Linked DNA regions of Hordeum vulgare: region 2 is linked to region 1. A link is a contact called in public Hi-C data. All regions are on one chromosome and are shown on one strand. Each heading gives the region's core, a stretch centred on a gene start, on an enhancer-like site or on the middle of the called end of the contact. The rest is flanking DNA. Distances are from core to core; before and after follow the strand shown. Region 1 holds the start of LOC123440785 (flowering-promoting factor 1-like protein 2). Region 2 holds the start of LOC123440786 (laccase-19).

What was found. Hi-C and Micro-C count contacts between places; a contact is called where the count stands out from the background.
Region 2: a contact with region 1 is called in a Hi-C map of leaf, with 2.7 times the contacts expected there. The contact joins the promoter of LOC123440786 here to the promoter of LOC123440785 in region 1. A contact is called at or near these places in 2 of 6 Hi-C or Micro-C datasets (both in leaf).

Annotation. Positions count from the first base shown.
Region 1 is chr3H:583,253,001-583,256,590 of MorexV3_pseudomolecules_assembly, forward strand. LOC123440785 (flowering-promoting factor 1-like protein 2) reads right to left here and starts at 1,583. Exons shown (of 1, transcript XM_045117332.1): 1 at 841-1,583. The coding sequence starts at 1,445. The coding sequence ends at 1,092.
Region 2 is chr3H:583,485,563-583,489,086 of MorexV3_pseudomolecules_assembly, forward strand. It overlaps LOC123440786 (laccase-19), which reads left to right and starts at 1,914. Exons shown (of 2, transcript XM_045117333.1): 1 at 1,914-2,088; 2 at 2,415-3,524. The coding sequence starts at 1,984.

The sequences.
Region 1 (3,590 bases), core at 333-2,832:
TAGGGTTCCTCTTAGAATTAAAGTTTTCTTGTGGTTTGTTCACAAGGGAGTTATTTTAACTAAGGATAATTTGGCCAAACGAAATTGGAAAGGAAGTTCCAGATGTTCTTTCTGTCCAAGCCTAGAAAGTATTCAACACCTCTTTCTCGACTGTCTTTTGGCTAAACTTGTTTGGCGTTCAATTCATATTGCTTTTAACATCGCTCCTCCTGTTAACTTGAACTCGTTATTTGGAACGTGGTTACAAGGAATTTATGTTCAATTGGCTAAATCTATTCATGTCGGAGCATGTGCTCTTCTTTGGGCTTTATGGAATAGCAGAAATGATTTGGTTTTTAACATAGCTCGTGATATCCAATTCTTGCAGGTTATCTACCGAATTACCGCACTGATCCGCACATGGTCGTTACTAGCTCCTGTGGCAGCCAGGGAGCTTATGGTTACTGGGTGTGCCCGCTGGGAGATGGTAGCACAGGGTATCTTCAACCGGTTTGGATGACGACATATTAATAAGATAGGTGTTTAGTCATCTTGATCTTTCAGCCACTCCAGGCTGCGGCGCGATGTTCGCCATGTATCTTTTTTTCCTTTTTGTATACTCTGTACTTTCTGAATACTTAGTTTGATTAATATATGGCTGTATGCATCCCTCGATGCAGAGGCCGGGGCAAGGCCTTCTTTTCTAAAAAATAGTAGATTATCTTATAGCCACAACAAATTTGTACTCGCAATTTTTCAAAATACTTTCGTCTATCGATAGCCTAATAACACACCCGCAAAAAAAAAAGATTGCCTAATAATACACGAGTTAAATTTTTTTTGGACCAAGTAATACACGAATTAATTAACCATGATGCACACGCAGCATGCATAATGCATAACTATATATACGCCAATACACCACGTACATATACATACACACGTATATACGTGCAGGGCACGTACAAACACACACATACACAAGTTAACCAGCAGCGGAGATCGAAGGCGACATGGGTGCGACGGTGGCGGCCGCCGGCGCGCACGAGCTAGCTGCGCTTGCTTCGATCGAATGGCCGGATCAGCCAGCTGCGCGAGCTAGGCTTAGTAGGCTAGACGTCGATGACGCGGAAGGCGTCGCGGTTCTTGATGACGACGTCGTACATGTGGACGGAGCTGAACTGGCCGAAGTCCTTGGGGAGGGAGATGAGGTCGACGGAGGAGCGCTTGTGGAACCTGAGCATGCAGTCGCCGGCGGCGCCGCCCCCGCCGGCGTAGTAGCGCTCCCAGCCGAGCGCGACGAGCTTGCGCTCCAGCGAGGCGTAGGAGGCGACCACCTCCCCCGTGGGCGTGTGGAGCAGCGCCTTGCGCCGGACCGCGCCGCCGCCCGGCGGTCCCGCCGCCGACGCCGGGTGGTTCTCCACCAGCTTCACCACCCCGTTGCGGAACACCCACACGCCGGACATGACGACGCTAGCTAGCTAGGTGTGATGTGGTTATCTTTCTCTGGGCGTGGCTTATTGGCCTGGATGTGTGTACTTGATTAGTGTGGTGTGTGTACTTTGGTGGTTGTTGAGGCTGGGATCGATGTGGAAGGAAAAGGATGGGGGCGTGGGAGGATATAAATAGAGGCGGCCGGCGAGCGGTGCACTGCATGATACGTACGTACGTTCTCTGTCTCGATGGCGAGAACGCACGGGGGCCTGGCCCACCGCGTTTATTCACTCTGAGCGAGAGATTGCTCGATTTTTCTTTCTAGTTACGTGATCTTTATCGGATAGAGATAAGATCTACCAGTAAACAATGATGAGGAGCAAAGCAACCTGTTTGTATAGTTATAAAAGCATCTCCAACAACCGCGCTATATAAGCACAGTGCTAAAAAAACGAGTTTATTGCGCGTGCGCAGCTGCTCCGGATGCTCCATCGGATGCGTAAAAAATGCGTCTACGGCTTAAACGATTCAGCGCGCACGGTGAAACGGCATATCGCGCCACATATTTCGTGCGCCCGCTACCGCGCTGCACACTCGGACGCCCGCGCTGCCACTCCGCTCCCGCTCCGCGCCTTCGCCCCGCCCGCACCGCCGCCGTCAAAACCGCCTGATAGACAGCCGCGCCGACATCCCTCTCACCCCCTCTGACGCCCGTGATCCCTCAGCCGCCGTCGCCGCTGCCGCAAGTGTCGCCGCAAACCCTAGCCCGGCGAGCTTTGGGCCCGTCTCCGTCGGAGCTCCTCCGAGCACTGGTGTCGCGTGCATCCTTTTCATAGCGCCACGGACGACCTCGGCGGGTGGCGACGCGCCGGCGCCCTTCGTGACACTTGCCCCCCTCTCGAAGCTTCCAAATGTGCTCACGGTGAAGAAGACCGGCAAGAAGGTGTCCAAAAAGAAGAACAAGGCGACGGATAGCTCCAGTAGACCGCCGAAGAAGAAACTTACACGTTGTGCGACGAATGCGGCGGCAACCGAAGCGCCGGCGAGCTTGTTTATACCGCCGGCGGCCAATGCTTACAACGTGTTCAATGGAATGCCCACAAGGTATGTTTTCACCCACTTTTTTTCGTTGTTGTTTTTTACATGAATAGATATAAACAGATAGCTTATATATATATTTGTTTGTTATATATACTTTGTAGTTTCAGTGATGAGACATACATGACTACTATGGTTGTTGGCTCCAACAATTTTCATTGGTCTCAAACCAATGATGTGCATTTAGATGATCATGAGTTTGAGGTGGACGAGGATGGTGAGGGTATCGTGGATGCACCGAAAGAAAGAGCGGGCAACTACACCATGGATGAATACGTCTTGCTATGCAATACATGGTTGAAAGTGTCTAGGGATGCCACTGTTGGAGGGGACCAAAGTAGAGATGCATATTGGATCCGGATAAAGGAGCACTTTGATTTATAAAACAAAAGTGGAATTGACAGCACGAAAAGATCTCTTCGCTCCCGGCGGTCGACAATCAACAAAGATTGTGAAAAGTGGGCGGCCGCACTTAAGGCGGTTGACACGCTTAACCCAAGTGGCAGTAATGACCGAGATAGGGTAAGTGACATTTCTTTCATGATTCTTCCATGTTCATGCTTCTTATTTGGTGCTTCAAGTGCTAACTTGTTCTTTTGTTGGTAGCTCACTATTGCACAAAACTTATTTCAAGGAGAGGAGAAGAAGAGCAAGAAAGGAAAGATCAAGAAAGGGATACCATTTACCTTGCCCCATTGCTATGATGCGTCGAAGGATGATGATAAATGGAGGCCCCATGAAGGTGTCGATGAGGAGAGCAACAAACGCAAGCGAACTATTGATTTTGGATGATGACGAGGAAGGAGTCATCAAGTGATGGTGGCAAGAAAAGCCCTACACCAAACTCGGTTGCCTACTCCAAGCCAAATAGACCAAGTGGAGGCAAGAAAGATGGAAAAGAAAAGAAGAAGAGGAAAGGAGACGGTGAGCTAAAAAATGCTACGGAAGCTATTGTGAAGGCAAGAAAGTAAGCGAATGAGGTGAAGAAGATGTCAACGAACCAAGATGCAGCGGCTAAGGAGAGGAGGTTGGCAACCGTGGAGAGAAGGGTGGCAGTCGAGGAGAGGATGGTGGCATTG
Region 2 (3,524 bases), core at 664-3,163, 230 kb after region 1:
GTTGGTAGAGGTTGGTGGACACAGTCTTTGTTGGTAGAGGTAGCTAGGTGGACACAGTCTTTGTTGGTAGTGATACTGTAGTTTAAATTTATTTCGATTTGATTAAGGAGAATACCATTAGTTCACACCTTGCGTAACCTAGGTCTTGCAGCTAACAGCTACGGGCGACCGATTCCCGTGCTGATGCCCCTTCATGGACGCCTAACTATAGGTTACTTAAAAATATATATACTCCCTCCCTCTCTAGAAGAACTTCCTAAAAAATTGTCCCAAGTGAAACGATGCAATGTTTGATCAAATTTATAGAAAAATTTATTAGCAACTATAATAAAATATATCATTGAATACATAATTAATCAAAAAATACATAATAAAAAATATTTTTGTACAGTTCTGGTAAACCACATATATGAGATAAATATCACACATCTAAGTTCTCTCACTCCTCTCCTCCACCTCGTCGTCACCAGAGACGTGCACCGCCTAAGCCCGGGCACCGTCGGTGATGGGGACGGCGGGGTCTAGGTTGCAGCCCCACGGTCTGGAGGGACCGACGGTGCGAGATCGCCCTTCGGTCTTCGCCTTTCTCGGCGGTACGGTGCTGCTCCGGCGGCTTTGTGGGGAGGGCAGATCAGGAGGAGATGTGTCCATGGTTGACTGGTCGGCGGCGCCTCCGGTCAGATCTGATATTATGTTGATGGATCAGCGAAAGCATCGGTTTTAGACATGAGGAGTGAGAGCACTCCATATTATCCAGTTTTATAGGTGTGAGAGGTGGATTCCGGTGGCTTGATGTATGTTCCTGTTAGAACAATGTTGAATAATAAATAAAGATGGTTGTATGCATCGATTGATGCAGAGGTCGGGGATTTTAACCTCATTTTCCAAAAAAATCTAAGACCTATATCATTAATCTTGCACGAAGATTTGTATTGGTGTTTTCTTTTCATGTTTGATTCAATCATTTAGATATGTAAGAACTATGTTACATTTAGATGGGCCCTAGACACACTTATTTATATACTAGATACTGTAGCTGTTGGTAGTTTTTTTTTAACAAGTTTGATCAAACTTTGCACTATTTGACCTGAGATAGAAGTTATACAGGGAAAGTGATGTTCTACACGCGAGCTCAAATGAGCTTGGATGAACAGTAAATTCAGAAAATATTTGAAAAATGTTTAGAAAAGACTGATTTTTTTTACAGAAAATTTTGAGAAATGTTTTAATAGCTTGCAAAATTTTAATTTAAAATCATATTTTTTAAAGTGGTGGCAAAAAACAAGTGCTCCAAAATGCTTTTGAAAGTAGCATTTTTAGAGTTTTGATTTTATTTTTTTATCACAACTTTCAAAAATGTGATTTCATGATGAAATTTTACGAGCACTTAAAACATTTGTCAAACTTTGTTAAAAGAAAATTAGGTTTTTTAAAAACTTTTTAAAAATATTATGTCGAATTTACTGTTCACCTGACCTCATTTGAGCTCGGATGCAAAGATAGAACGGGATTTGATGTCGTGAACGTCTTTTGAACCCGCGATAACTCAGTGCGCACTGCACTTTCTCACGCCGGCTCGTCGCCTAGGCTCTAGCTAGCTTAGTTACATAGCCGCGATTGACTTGTCATTCTCTGGATTATCAAGTACTTGTAGTAAACTAACTAACTAACTGCTCATGGCGAAATGTTAGGTGGCCACTTCAATGATGCTAATCTGTAACCTCCCTTCACATCACGGTCTTCCTATGAAGCCTCTCCTCTAGCTGGTGCCACGATCCATGATATCAACATGGTATTTCATGTCGCTTGGTTTGATTAGCCTGGTCAAGTCAACGATTGCAAACGGCCGTAGGATTCCGGCGCCTTGTCCCTCGAGTGTATAAATAGGCCACAACACAGGCTTAGCAAACCACCCTTCCATTGAGCAGCGAGTTAACTACCCATCGAGAGTGGCATAGCACTGCGTTTGCAGAGCAAGAAAGCATGGAGAAGCTCTCCATGGCGGCAGCCCTGTTCTGCGCCTTGGTCCTTGCGGCTCTGGCAGCGGCGGCCGGCGGCGAGGCGGCCGTCGTGGAACACACCTTTGTGGTGAGTATACAATACCTATCTATCTATCTATCTATCTATTTCATCAAGGCATGTTCTTGATCGACAACTTCTCGGTAGGTTTACTATCGATTTATCCAAGTCGTGACGATAGTAAACTTGCTTGTGTGGTTTTTTTTTTACCAACTGTCACTAGCTATCAAGTTTCTTGATTAGTTAACTGTTGACTAATCACTTACGTATACTGTATTTGACTACCGTATATATATCTATAGCCTGTTGATTATTTTATATAGGAGTGGTTAAGTGTTGAGTAATCAGTTGGCGTATGTTTGACTAATATATATATATGCATTAATGGTTTTCAGGTGCACGAGATGAACCAGACGCACCTGTGCAACACGACCAAGATTTACGTGGTGAACGGGCAGCTCCCTGGCCCGACCATCGACGTGACCGACGGCGACACGGTTGTGGTCCACGTCGTCAACCGTCTCCCTCATGGTCTCACCATCCACTGGCACGGCGTCCGGCAAATCATGAGCTGCTGGTCCGATGGCGCCGGCTTCGTCACCGAATGCCCCATCCCTCCCGGCGGCGAGCACGTCTACCGCTTCAACGTCACCGGCCAGGTCGGCACGCTGTGGTGGCACGCCCACGTCACCTGCCTCCGCGCCACCGTTGCCGGCGCCTTCATCATCCGCCCCAAGGCCGGCAAGTACCCGTTCCCGACGCCCGCCAAGGACGTGCCCATCATCATCGGCGAGTGGTGGGAGCTCGACCTCGTCGAGCTCGACCGGAGGATGCATGACGGCAACTTCGACGACAACCCGCTGTCGGCCACCATCAACGGTAAGCTCGGCGACCTCAGCAACTGCTCCGGCAAGCCGGAGGAGAGCTTCGTCCTGGACGTGGTGCGCGGGGAGACATACCTGCTGCGGATCGTCAACACGGCGCTCTTCTCCGAGTACTACTTCAAGGTCGCAGGCCACACGTTCACGGTGGTGGGCGCCGACGGCTACTACCTGACGCCGTACAAGACGGACATGGTGTCCGTCGCCCCAGGGGAGGCCATCGACGTGCTCATGGCAGCTGACGCCCCGCCGGCGCACTACCACATGGTGGCGCTCGCAAACCAGCCGCCGGAGCCCGACCCGCAGATCCCGGGGTTCGTGTCCCGCGGCCTCGTCCGCTACGCCGGATCCTCCCGGAACAAGACCAACAACGGGCTGCCGGTGCCGACGCCGCTCATGCCCAGCCAGCATAACACCATGCCGTCCTACTACTTCCACAGCAACCTCACCGGCCTCGCCCACCCGGACCGCCACCGCGTCCCCATGCACGTCGACGAGCGCCTCTTCTTCGCGCTCGGCCTCGGCTCCATCTGCCGCGGCACCAACAAGACGTGCGAGCGTGGGCGGAGCCCCGAGACCATCGTGGTGGCCACCATGAACAACGTCTCCTTCCGCCACCCCACC